Regions from separate parts of the Pan troglodytes genome. Here region 1 is linked to region 2. Evidence: chromatin contacts called from public Hi-C data. All regions are on one chromosome and are shown on one strand. The core of a region is the stretch at or near the end of the contact, and the rest is flanking DNA. Distances in the headings are between cores, read along the strand shown. Region 1 holds the start of OR6J1 (olfactory receptor family 6 subfamily J member 1). Region 2 overlaps DAD1 (defender against cell death 1).

Evidence for each region. Hi-C and Micro-C count contacts between places; a contact is called where the count stands out from the background.
Region 1: a Hi-C map of induced pluripotent stem cells shows a contact between it and region 2, with 1.6 times the contacts expected there. The contact joins the promoter of OR6J1 here to the enhancer-like site in region 2. A contact is called at or near these places in 4 of 7 Hi-C or Micro-C datasets (blood, induced pluripotent stem cells, a lymphoblastoid cell line and 1 more).

Annotation. Positions count from the first base shown.
Region 1 is chr15:21,024,418-21,030,467 of NHGRI_mPanTro3-v2.0_pri, forward strand. OR6J1 (olfactory receptor family 6 subfamily J member 1) reads right to left here and starts at 3,794. Exons shown (of 2, transcript XM_001149048.6): 1 at 3,539-3,794.
Region 2 is chr15:20,953,870-20,960,246 of NHGRI_mPanTro3-v2.0_pri, forward strand. The region is part of intron 2 of DAD1 (defender against cell death 1); the gene reads right to left. Among named protein-coding and RNA genes, the nearest start is that of DAD1, 27 kb to the right of the region's middle. Within about 2 kb of position 4,897, at least 5 of the 24 cell types and tissues checked have an H3K27ac peak or open chromatin away from gene starts, as enhancers often do. A contact at or near this core is called in induced pluripotent stem cells, where this site is marked.

The DNA of each region.
Region 1 (6,050 bases), core at 2,544-5,043, 69 kb after region 2:
GATGAACATTCACATACTCTGTGACCCAATAATTCTACTCCTAGGTAGAGAAACTTGCACATATGCCCCAGGAGACAAACAAGAATATGTATAGGGAAGGGGGAGAGGGGGAGGGAGGGAAAAGAGAGAGGGAGGGAGGGAAGGAAGCAAGCAAGGAAGGAAGGAAGGAAGGAAAGGGGGAAGGGAGGGGAGGAGAGGGGAGGAGAGGAGAGGAGGGTAGAGGGGGTGGGAGGAAAGGAGGAAGGAAGGGGAAAAAAGAGAAGGAGGGAACAATGTCCAAAGACAGGAGAATAAATCATGATATGCTCACAGAGTTGAATATTATACAATAAAGAAATGAATAAACTGCAGCTCAACCAACAGTGAGAATGAATTTTTTTTTTTTTTTTTTTGGAGACAAAGTCTTACTCTGTCACCCAGGCTGGAGTGCAGTAGTGGTAGCATACAGCCCACTTCAGACTCAGCCTCCCTGGATCAAGTGATCCTCCCACCTCAGCCTCCCAAGAATCTGGGATCACAGGTGCATGCCACCATGCCCAGCTATTAGGTTGTTGCAAAAGTAATTGCGGTTTTGCCATTACTTTTCACAGCTATGGGATCTCACTATGTTGCCCAGGCTGGTCTCAAACTCCTGGGCTCAAGCGATTCTCCTGCCTCTACTTCCCAAAGTGTTGGGATCATAGGCATGAGCCACCACACCCGGCCTCTTCTTGATATTTTCAGTATTTTTTTTTTACAATGAACAAGTATTCCTTTTATATAAAAGAAGTTAAGCTGGGCATGGTGGCTAACACGTGTAATCCCAGCACTATGGAAGGCCGAGATGGGAGGATGACTCAAGGTCAGGAGTTTGAGACTAGCCTGGGCAACATGGTGAAACTCTACCTCTATGAAAAATACAAAAATTAGCCAGGCATGGTGCCATGCAGCTGTTGTCCCAGCTACTTGTGAAGCGAAGGTGGGAGAATCACCTGAGCCCAGGAGCTTCAGTGAGCCATGATCACACAGCACTGCACTCCAGCCTAGGTGACAGAGTGAGACTCTGAAGAAAGAAAGAGAGAGAAAGAGAAAGAGAGACAGAGAGAGAAAGATGAAAGAAAGAAGGAAAGAAAATTATTCTAAAAGGATATATATATATACATAGTTGGATTGAAAATGTATATTAGCAAACACATATTGAGTGCCAACTATGTTGTGGGGCCTGCGATTGATGAAAGTTTGCAGAGATGGTAAAAAAATTGCATGCCCTCGCACAGCTTTCAGTCTAAAAGAGATGCGAAGAAACCTGATTTCAGAAAAATCACAGAAACAGAGGAAAAATTAAGGGACGGCAAAGTTTTTTCATGGATATTTGTCCTGGGCCATTAGTCTGGAAAGCAAACCAACTACCAGGAAAACTGATAGATTCCAGGGACAAGGTCAAATAGGGCTTCTATACCTAGGAGGGACTCTGGATAGCAGAGGCCACGCAATTACCAGTGACGAAGAAGAATACGGATTGGACTAGGAAAAACAAGAATAATCTAGTAAAGGAAGAGGACCGCAGAAATCCCGAGGACTGAGTTGACCTCTGCCCATCTAAGCTGAGTCAGAACATCAGCCACTCCTGCACAGAACCTGTCCTCACGACCTGCCCTACCTTCCTGTAGCCTTGGCACATGGACGGTCTCTCCAGACAACTCACCACATTTGCATTGCCAAGGATCTTTTCTTTCTTAACAGCTTTATTGATATATAACTCAAGTACCATACATTCCACCCATTTAAAGTATACAATTCAATAGCTTTTAGTGTATTCACAAAACTGTGTGTCCATCACCACAATCAACTTAAGAATATATATATTTTTTTGAGATGGAGTCTCGCTCTGTCACCCAGGCTGGAGTGCAGTGGCACGAGCTCAGCTCACTGCAACCTCCACCTCCAGGGTTCAAGCGATTCTCCTGCCTCAGCCTCCTGAGTAAGCTGGGATTACAGGCGTGTGCCACCATGCCCAGCTAATTTTTGTATTTGTAGTAGAGATGAGGTTTCACTGTGTTGGTCAGGCTGGTCTCCAGCTCCTGACCTCGTGATCTTCCCGCCTTGACCTCCCAAAGTGCTGGGATTACAGGGACGAGCCACCATGCCCGGCAGATTTAAGGATATTTTAATGATCCCTCCTCCATTCCCTGGAAACTATTTTTCTACTTTCTGACTATGGATTTGCCTATTCTGGACATTTCATATAAATGAATCATACCATATGTGGTCCTTTGTGTCTAGCTTCTTTCACTTACTATAATATTTTCTATATTTTTATTTTTAAATTTTTTTTAGAGACAGGGTCCTGCTCTGTCAGTGAGGCTGGAGTGCAGTGGCATGAAGATAGCTCACTGCAGCCCCAAACTCCTGGGCTCAAGTGATCCTCCTGCCTCAGCCTCCCAAGTAGCTAGGACTACAGGTGCACACCATCACACCTGGATAATTTTTTTTTTTTTTTTTGAGATGGAGTTTTACTCTTGTCACCCAGGCTGGAGTGCAATGGTGCAATCTCTGGTCACTGCAACCTCTGCCTCCCCGGTTCAAGCAATTCTCCAGCCTCAGCCTCCCAAGTAGCTGGGATTACAGGCGTCTGCCACCACGCTCAGCAGATTTTTGTATTTTTAGTAGAGACAGGGTTTCCCCATGTTGGCCAGGCTGGTCTCGAACTCCTGACTTCAAGTGATCCATCCACCTCGGCCTCCCAAAGTGCTGGGATTACAGGCGTGAGCCACCGTGCCTAGCCTAATTTTTTTTTTAATTAGAAAATAATTTTACTTTTTTTATTTTTTGAGACAGGGTCTCACTCTGTCACCCAGGCTGGAGTGCAGTGGTGCAATCATAACTCACTACATCCTCGACCTCCCAGGCTCAAGTGATTCTCCCACCTCAGACTCCCAAGTAACTGGGACTACAGGCACACACCACCATGCCCGGCCAATTTTTGTATTTTTTGTAGTGATAGGGGTTTTGCCATATTGCCCAGGCTGGTCTCGAACTCCTGGGCTCAAGCGATCTTCCTGTCTTAGCATCCCAAAGTGCTGAGATTACAGGTGTAGGCCACTTACTATAATATTTTTAAAGGTTCATCTATGTTATAGCATGGATCATTGCCAAGGATCTTAAAGAACCAATGTAGCAGGAGGAAAGGCCACAGCCCCAAGAAGAAGCCCTGACCCCTGGCATGGTAGAAACACACACACACACACACACACAGAAAGACAGCAGTTACTAAATGTAGATATATGCACAGTCTGTAAAATCTAGAAGAGAAGTATGGAGGATGAATTTGGACTTGGTCACCAAATCTGGAAATGGTAAGATGAGGGATCAAGACTTAATTCATTTAACTCTCAAAATACATCTTTGCATAAGGTGCCACTGCACCCACTGGAAAATCATTTCCTCACATCAGAAATATTAAGAAGCTTAATGAAGGCAAAGATACACACCTGAGATTATAACAGGAACTGCTGCTCCCAGCCAGCCCCCAAATGCCAAACGATTGGTCTGCACTCACCTCGGCTAGGGTTGCCTTATGCCACCTCCACGGCTCAGTCTGTTCACCTGGGATTTGCTGCCACCTAGGATCTTCCACGGTAATTATCTTGACCAAAAAGCCACAGTGCATTCCACATGAGAGCCGCAGTGTTTGACAGGTGAAATGAGCCCTTCCCAACTCATGTGGATTGTTGCCCTAGCTGTGACCTCTTGTCGGACGAGCATGCACTCGTGTTGTAGACAGCTGGAAGGTACATGTTGGATGTTTTACACTGCTGAGGAAGTTACAAGGTATGACATCCATTCCAGCATAGAGAGGTCTACAAATCCTCCGGCCCTAATCCTGAGTGTGTAAGGAAGTCACCTTCGGTTAAGCATTGACCAGCTGCACCTCCCACACTGTCTACACAATCTGATCCAGTTGGGGAGAGAAAAGGGGCACTATCCACTAAGCTCCTGGATGGTGCTTTATTCTCCTCTCCTGCTACCATCTTTCCTGCACCCTCTCCAGTCTTCTGCTCAGCCCAGTCTTCTGGTTGCTTCTTGATTCCAGAGAAAATGGGAAAAGAAACACTGTGTTACCTGATGGACAACAGCCATCAACCTGCTTCTTCCTCTGTCCCCTCAACCCAGCATGCACTACCACCACCACCATCCCCATCATATTTTTTTCAGAGACTGGCAGGCCAAGCGTCCCAAGGACTAAACTTCCTCTAGGGTTACTGCAGGATAGTCAAATCCTGTTGAGGGGTAGCCGGTGCATGAGAAAACTCTGGACTTGAAGCCAAGAGTCTGGGTTCAAGTCCCACCTGTGCCTTTTACCATTCTTGAGACTGGAAAAATTGCCTCCATTTTCATACTATCTGCAAATGAATCCTCATGTGACAAACAGCGGTAATGCTCTTTTCCTCATCTTCCTCATGAGGTTGAGAAGCACAAAACGGAAAATAAGATAACTCATATGATAGATCATTGCCAAGGATCGTGAAGAACAAATGTATGATAATTCATATGATGTGTGAAATCATAAAACACCATATTGCTTTATTTTCTAGAACCCCTCCTATTCTGCAATACTGGAAAAGAACAAACCTTATCTTCCCTGTCCCTACTGAGATATTGATCATCCCACCCTAGAGGGAAGAATACTGTCCCTTCTGGCTCTGGAATACATCTCATCAGGACCATGCTTCTGCCTTAATCAACTATTCTCTCCTTGGACAGCATATCTGGTTGGCTACAAAGTGTGAAGACAAAGGGAAGATGCTTCTCTACATGGGAATTTCGGTTGCCCAGGATTCCTGGAAATGAAGAAACTACTTCCTGTCCTCCACCATCTGCACTCTATAGAGGAGTCAGTAAGCTGGAAGGGATTCAGCGGGAGGATTCAGAAATACTCACATTTGCCTAAATAAGGTAGAGGGGGCTGGCCCCCAGCATATCCTGCCCACACAGCTGCCCCAGGCTTCCGTGCTGGGCGCTGAGGCTTGCGTTGCTGCAAACAGACTCTGCACTGTCAGGGCTGAAGGGGGCATACTCTAGAAGGGTCCCATGTTTGGACCCCACTTGGGAGGGTTGGGGTGGGATTGGCTCAGGTGAGAGCATGCACTTTCTGAGAAACATCCAAACATGGGGCACTCCTCAGGGGCACATTACGAAGCTGTCCCTGAACACCAAGCCTGAGTCTGATGCCCCTGAGGCCCACTTAGGAAAGGATGCAAACCTAAACATCTACACTAACAAGAACTGGGAACAGAACACTAGCCAAGATCAACACCCCCAGGCCTATCTCAGAGAGCCTCACAGCATACAGTCCTCCATCCACCCCCTCTCCAGCCCCACTGTGACAGTTCCATCCATCCCTACCACTCCATTTACCCAGGACCCTCCTCTTCAACATCCTAATACACTGTGATCAATATGCCAAAGCTTCAGTAACCTTGCACTATGTGAAACAAAAGGTCCCACACTGCATAGCCTGGCACTCAAGACCCCCTAATCCCAGTCTCCCTTGAATTACCGCCCAGACTCAGCTCCTGTCTTACACATCACCTTGTGCATCTTTTACTTCGGTTGAGCCACTCTATTCACTGTGCCCCACGCTGGCCCTCACTTTCTTACTGCACACTCGGGCCCCAAGTGTCCTACCATTGGGACCATCTTCTCCACCGCCTAGTCTCTAGGCCCTACTCTTGTCCCTTTTCCTAGCCTAAGCTAGGTTCTCCCTCTTTAGATATCCTTTTCTTGCACTTGGAATCAGGAATCCACAGTGTAGAACTGGAGTGTTTTTAACCTTTTTTAATTTAAATATAACACATGTACAGAAAAGTATACAAATCATAAGCTCAATGAATTATCAATAAAGTGAACACATTCATGTAACCACCACCCTGGTGAAGAAATAGAATGGTACTAGCACCCCAGAAATCCTTCTCAAGCTCCCTCCCCACATCCCAGCTGTAACCATTATCTTGATTTCTAACACCATGGATTAGTTTTGCCTGTTTTGGAAATTCATATAAATGAAATCA
Region 2 (6,377 bases), core at 3,647-6,146:
GCTGGGAAATACTACCTTTCAGAAGAACCGGGCTGCCCCAGGAGGAAAAAGGGCACTACCTTATTTGGTATATTGGGTCAAGTAAGTAACCTGGAGATTCTGGCATCAGAGCTTAAAGGAGAGATTTTGGACTTTCAGCCAGAATGCTTTTATTTCACTAACAATGGTATTTACAGAAATGCTACATAATTGCAGAACATTCCTGAATCAGTGGTATTATAAGAAATGTATAAAAGAAAGAGCAGTAACAGGAAGCAAAAGCTGTTCATAGTGCCAAACAAAACCAAACAGACCTATTCAAACTCACCTATTCATTCCATCAAATTTCTTAAAGCAAACTCTCTGGCAATAGACTATCAGCCAATATAACATTACAGCTTTTTTTTTTTTTCAAGACAGAGTTTTGTGCTTGTTGTCCAGGCTGGAGTGCAATGGTGTGATCTCGGTTCACCGCAACCTCCGCCTCCCGGGTTCAGGCGATTCTCTGCTTCAACCTGCTGAGTAGCTGGGATTACAGGCGTGTGCCACCACGCCCAGCTAATTTTTGCATTTTTAGTAGAGATGGGGTTTCACCATGTTGGTCAGGCTGGTCTCGAACTCCTGACCTCAGGTGATCCACCCACCCCAGCCTCCCAAAGTGCTGGGATCACAGGCCACCATGCCTGGCTACATTACAGTTCTAATGGCCAAGGTGAGAGAGGACTAGATCATAATGCCATTTTCAGTGAACAAAGCCTCGACACTTTTAGAAATATAAAAGAAATCCTAGTTTAGTACAAAATCAAAGTTTCAAGATTTTATTATATTAAAACATTTAAATCTAAGATGCTGAGGCCAGTCCACGTGAAAGGCAAAAATTGACTCATGAGAGTAAGTCTCTTTGATAGTGGTTTTCAGAAAATTCTGTTTACAAAGATCTGCTTCCCCTCTTTTAAAGCAGATCTATTTACCAGACACTATTCTAAAAGCAGAGGTTCTAGGATTCTTTGAAATATTAGCTCACACAATTGACTACTCAACAGCTAAGAAGAATGGTTTCAACTGTTAACCAGGGCATAAAGGTTTCAGGAAACTGACTAATAAAATCTCCTCCCCTGATATCAAGACATGCAAAATGAAGACACCTACTGAGAAAAGTTAGCGTGACTTCAGTCTATTTCACCTGGGCAGAAGACAGTGCCATTTAATCAGTTTGTTCTAATCATCTTAAAAGAAAGCAAGGCATAACACAAAGAACTGTTAAAAATGACGCTGTAGAGATAGAAAAGATAATGCCAGCCAGGGTCATTTCTATTTGGAATCTGTATTCTTCTCCAGCAATATCTCTATTCAGACACTAGCACTGGGCAGATATGTTCAAATACTGATTTTCCTTCAAATTCATCTCATCCTGGATTCTAGTCACCCAATTAAAACTGAAATTAGAAATAATGTGAATCAAAGACCATTCTGCAGAAATTCTAGGTTTACAGCTCAATTTGAATCACCAGTTTTAGAAGGCACAGACTGTATATTTCTAAAAAATGAAAGGAGCTTTAGAGATCAGCTTCTTTAATCCTTTCATTACAGAGATGAGAAAACTGTAACCTGATAGTGTTGACACATCTGTCCAGAGCTGTGCTGTCCAACACCACAGCCACTAGACACAGGTGACTATTTAAACTTAGTCAAAGTTAAAATAAAAATTCAGTTCTTCAGTCTGTTAGCCACATTTCAAATGTTCAATAACCACATGTGGCTAGTGGTTACCATAATGGGCGGTGCAGACCCTGAATGCTTCCCCACTGCAGAAAGCTCTGTTGGACAGTGCTGGTCCAGGATCACCCTCCCTAGCCAAAGTCAGGTCTCCTGACCTGCATTCTCCTCCATTTCTCCTGGACCATATTAAGTATGGCCAACTATGCAGAAACATTTGAGATAGCCGGCCTTCATCCTTTCCTACCAATCTCTGCCAAATTTTTCCCATTTAAAAAAGAAAAGCATCCAGTCTGATGGCTCTGATGAAAATTTAAAATAAATAAAAATTTCTTAAAAAGAAAAGTAAGTTTAATATTTTTAATGAAAACCCTCTAACATGGCATATATATAAAGCCATCATCTGAGAGTCCTAAACCTAACAGGAAGGAATATAAAGGTTTAGAGTCCAAATGTCTGCTATCCAGTTCCCCCTCAGTCACTTATTAGTTCCAGGGCCTGGATACATCAACTAAAGTTTCACCAAGGTGTAATTACCTCAAGTGTAAAATAGGAATACTACTATTTGTCTGTCTCCACATCACTGGGTAGGAAGGAAGGATCACATGAGCTGATCTATGTAAAAGTATATGTGGAATGTATGTGAATCCTACAAGCCTGTTAACGTGGGAACTAGAAGGCATTTTACCAATGTTTATTTTTTGTAAAAGGCTTCATACAAATATGTGCATCTTGTTATAATCACATTTAACTTTCTACCTCCTATAAATGGATAATGGGAATCTGAAAATATGAATAAAAAGCAACAATTAAGGAGAAAACAGAAAGCAAAGCCCAAATGAGGATCCACAAAAACAGTACAATCCTCCTCAAACATAAAAGAACCATCAAGAATCCTGCTGAGAGGCATTAACAGTGGCAAGAGACTTTGATGAACATCCAGACCAATCCTCTCACAACACAGACAGAGAAACTGAGGCTCAGAGGTTAAGTTTATTTGTCCATTCAACTAGTTAACAGAGCAAAGCCTACAATACAAGTCTTCTGATTTTTTTTTTTTTTTTTTTTTTTTTTGAGACAGGGTCTCACTCTGTCACTCAGGCTGGAGTGCAAGTGGCATGATCACAGTTCACTGCAGCCTTGACCTCCCACGCTCAAGCAATCCTTCCACCTCAGCCTTCTGAGTAGCAGGGACCACAGGCACACGCCACCACGCCCCTCTAATTCTTTTGATTTTTGGTAGAGACAAGGTCTTGCTATATCGCCCATGCTGGTCTCAAACTCCTGGCCTCAAGCGATTCTCCCACCTTGGCCTCCCCAAGTGCTGGGATTACAGGCCTAAGCCACCGCACCAGCCCCTCCTCTGACTTCTTGTCTCATGTTCTTCCCCACCCCACAGCCTCTCCTATGAATCTTTGCCTTGGCTTTTTTTCTTTCGTACCACTTTCCATGTTTTAGCATCCAAGTAACTTAATAACATAACTTTTTCTTGCAGTTAAAAATTGTTTATTTGGCCGGGCACAGTGGCTCATGCCTGTAATTCCAGCACTTTGGGAGGCTAAGGTAGGCAGATCACAAAGTCAAAAGATAGAGACCATACTGGCCAACATGGTGAAACCATGTCTCTCCTAAAAATACAAAAATTAGCCAGGCTTGGGAGCACACACTTGTAGTCCCAGCTACTCGAGAGGCTGAGGCAGGAGAACTGCTTGAACCCGGGAGGCGGAGGTTGTAGTGAGCCAAGATCATGCCACTGCACTACAGCCTGGACAACAAAGCGAGACTCCGTCTCAAAAAAAAAAAAAAAGGTTTATTCATTCATACACTCATTCAACAAACACACACTGTTACTGTTCACAATTGAGTCCAGTGGGAGAGAGAAGAAAGTGAATGAATAGTTTCATAACAATGTGATAAGTGCAGCACTGGAGGAATGCAGTAGACTAAGGGCTCCTATGCAACCTGAGGGGTGGGAATGACTTGGAATAGGAGTCATCCAAGCTGGGGGGATGGAGAAAATAAGGCAGTGAGTTAGGGCAGCAATGAAATTCATAAATATAAATCTATTTCGATATTCTTTTTTCTTTGGTAGCCTTAAATACACCAAATATAAAATAGAGTTCAATAAACAAGTAGAGTCATCAATTAGCACTTTTTAGCAAATAAAATAAGTAGATTCAAAGTTTTAAGAATGAAAGGTAAAGAACTAATCTCAGAGCCAGGCACTGTGACACACCTGTAGGTCCAGCTACACAGAAGCCTCAGCCAGGAGGAGCACTTGACCCCAGGGAGTTCCCAGCTTGGGCAACGTAGCAAGACCCCAGCACATAAAAAAATATATAATTAATCTCACCTTCTAAACAGAGAAAAATGAGTTGAAAAAAGTTATGATGTGACTACCTCAGATTTCCTACAAATGTAGGACAGTTCCCTCTGAGAGAGCTTATTTGGTGGCAGGACCTAATTCAATATGAGGTGGAAATATCAAAGAGAAAATGAAATAAAAACTAAATGGGCCCCTCCACCAACAAAAAATTAAAGATTATTGCCAGTGGGAGGTCACCATTGAGAATAAAAGACGTAGAACAAACCAAAAAAAGAAGCTCTCAAACTAAGGAGGTGAAAAAAAGAAATCAAACGGGAAACCTGAGGGTCTATGTGCACAGTCTTGGTCTTCCCCCACACAACAAAATCTAGGGCCACTTTAGGGTTCTATGCCCTTTTGTTCCTAACTCGACATTGCCCACTTCTGGCCAGAATGTAAAGCAACCCCCAACCCAGCATCTAAACCTACCTGGACCTCTGCTGCCCCCCAATGACTGGAAAGAAACTAGGTTTTTTAACACAGGTATCAGTAGCTTCTTCCCCCAAACTCAACTCCTTATGTTTTGTAGTAGTCTCTCAACACATGAAACATACAATCCACTAGGTGGCAGCAAAGCCCACAGAATAACATCAAGATCCCCTTCCCGAGGAAATTTTCTAGATTACTATACTTTAACTGAATTCGAAAAGCCAACACAATTTCATGTTTGTAAATAGTGCTGCCAGTCAGAGTATAAAATGTTCTGCCCAACCCTGTAGCCCCCTTGTTCCAGCTAGGATCAAACACTGAATTTTTTAAGACTTGTGAGAGAATGGTCTCCATTATAAAAACAAAACAATGCTAACAAGGCACAGGCATTTGGCAACTATCTCCCTGGGAGCTGAGCACATTTTCAAGCAAGGTTTTGTCCCTTTGGGCCCAGTTCACCCTTCCTTCTGATCCAGGGCCCAATTCATCAGGAACTTTAATTCTCAAACTGTGATCCAATACAGTTCTGTCCTTCTTTTCCTCATTACCCTTCAGAACACCTGAGATGGACTGAGATTTTTTTTTTTTTTTAAAAAAAGAGTTTCACAGGCCAGGTGCAGTGGCTCACGCCTGTAATCCTAGCACTTTGGGAGGCCAAGGCGAGTGGATCACGAGGTCAGGAGTTCAACACCAGCCTGGCCAACAGAGTGAAACCCCATCTCTACTAAAAATACAAAAACTAGCCGGGCAAGTGCCTGTAGTCCCAGCTACTCGGGGAGGCTGAGGCAGGAGAATTGCTTGAACCCGGGAGGCAGGGTTGCAGTGAGCCAAGACTGCACCACTGCACTCTAGCCTGGGCAAGAGAGTAAGACTCTGTCTCAAAAAAAAAAAAAAAAAAAGAATTTCACAAAGAAACACAGAAGAACAAACATGGAAAAAACTAAAGTATATACATTTTTAAATACTGAAATCCACTGAGCTTCTTTCTGTCATGGATTCATTCAAAAATATGCCGCCACCTACACATCAAAAACTGATCATTTCAGGTGTGCATGGATTTCTGGGGGTCAGAAGCTCACTGGGAGCATTTTTGCTTTTGTATTTTCATTTGTATAGTCTAAAAAATAAAAAATATTGAGTCTTTCTTGATCACCTGGATAGATACATTAGTTATAAGATTTCTACCAAGGGGCTCTTTTTTTTTTTTTTTTTTTAGAAAACAGAGTCTTACTCTTGCCAGGCTGGAGTGCAATGGTGCAACTTGGGCTCACTGCAACCTCCGCCTCATGGGTTCAAACGATTCTCCTGCCTCAGCCTCCCGAGTAGCTGGGATTACAGGCACCGGCCACCACGTCCAGCTAATTTTTGTCTTTTTAGTAGAGATGAGGTTTCACCATGTTGGCCAGGCTGGTCTCGAACTCCTGACCTCAGGTGATCCACCCGCCTCGGCCTCCCAAAGTGCTGGGATTACAGGCGTGAGCCACCGCGCTCAGCCATCCTAGCCAGGCTCTCTCAACTTCAGTTCCTCATCTGTAAATGAGAACAGCAGGCCTATCCTCATGAAATTATTCTGAAAATAAAATGATATAGAACAAGAAGTACTTAAAGCACAGCACTCATTATCTGTTAACTTCCTTACTTCCCCTTGAATTATTTATTTTTTTAACCCAATGCCATTTTCTTTTGACCTGCTTCTTTCAGAGTAGTTTAGAGTTTGTCACCCCCAAATTCATGTAAGATCAGCTATATTACAGAATTTTTTTTTAATATCAAACTCTCAACTTAGTTGGAAAATATAAAGACATTCAATCTGTTTTGTTCTACCTTCTGAGTTGGTATAAATATTGAGAATTTACTTGGAACTATTTTTAAAGTGCTGTGGCACAGT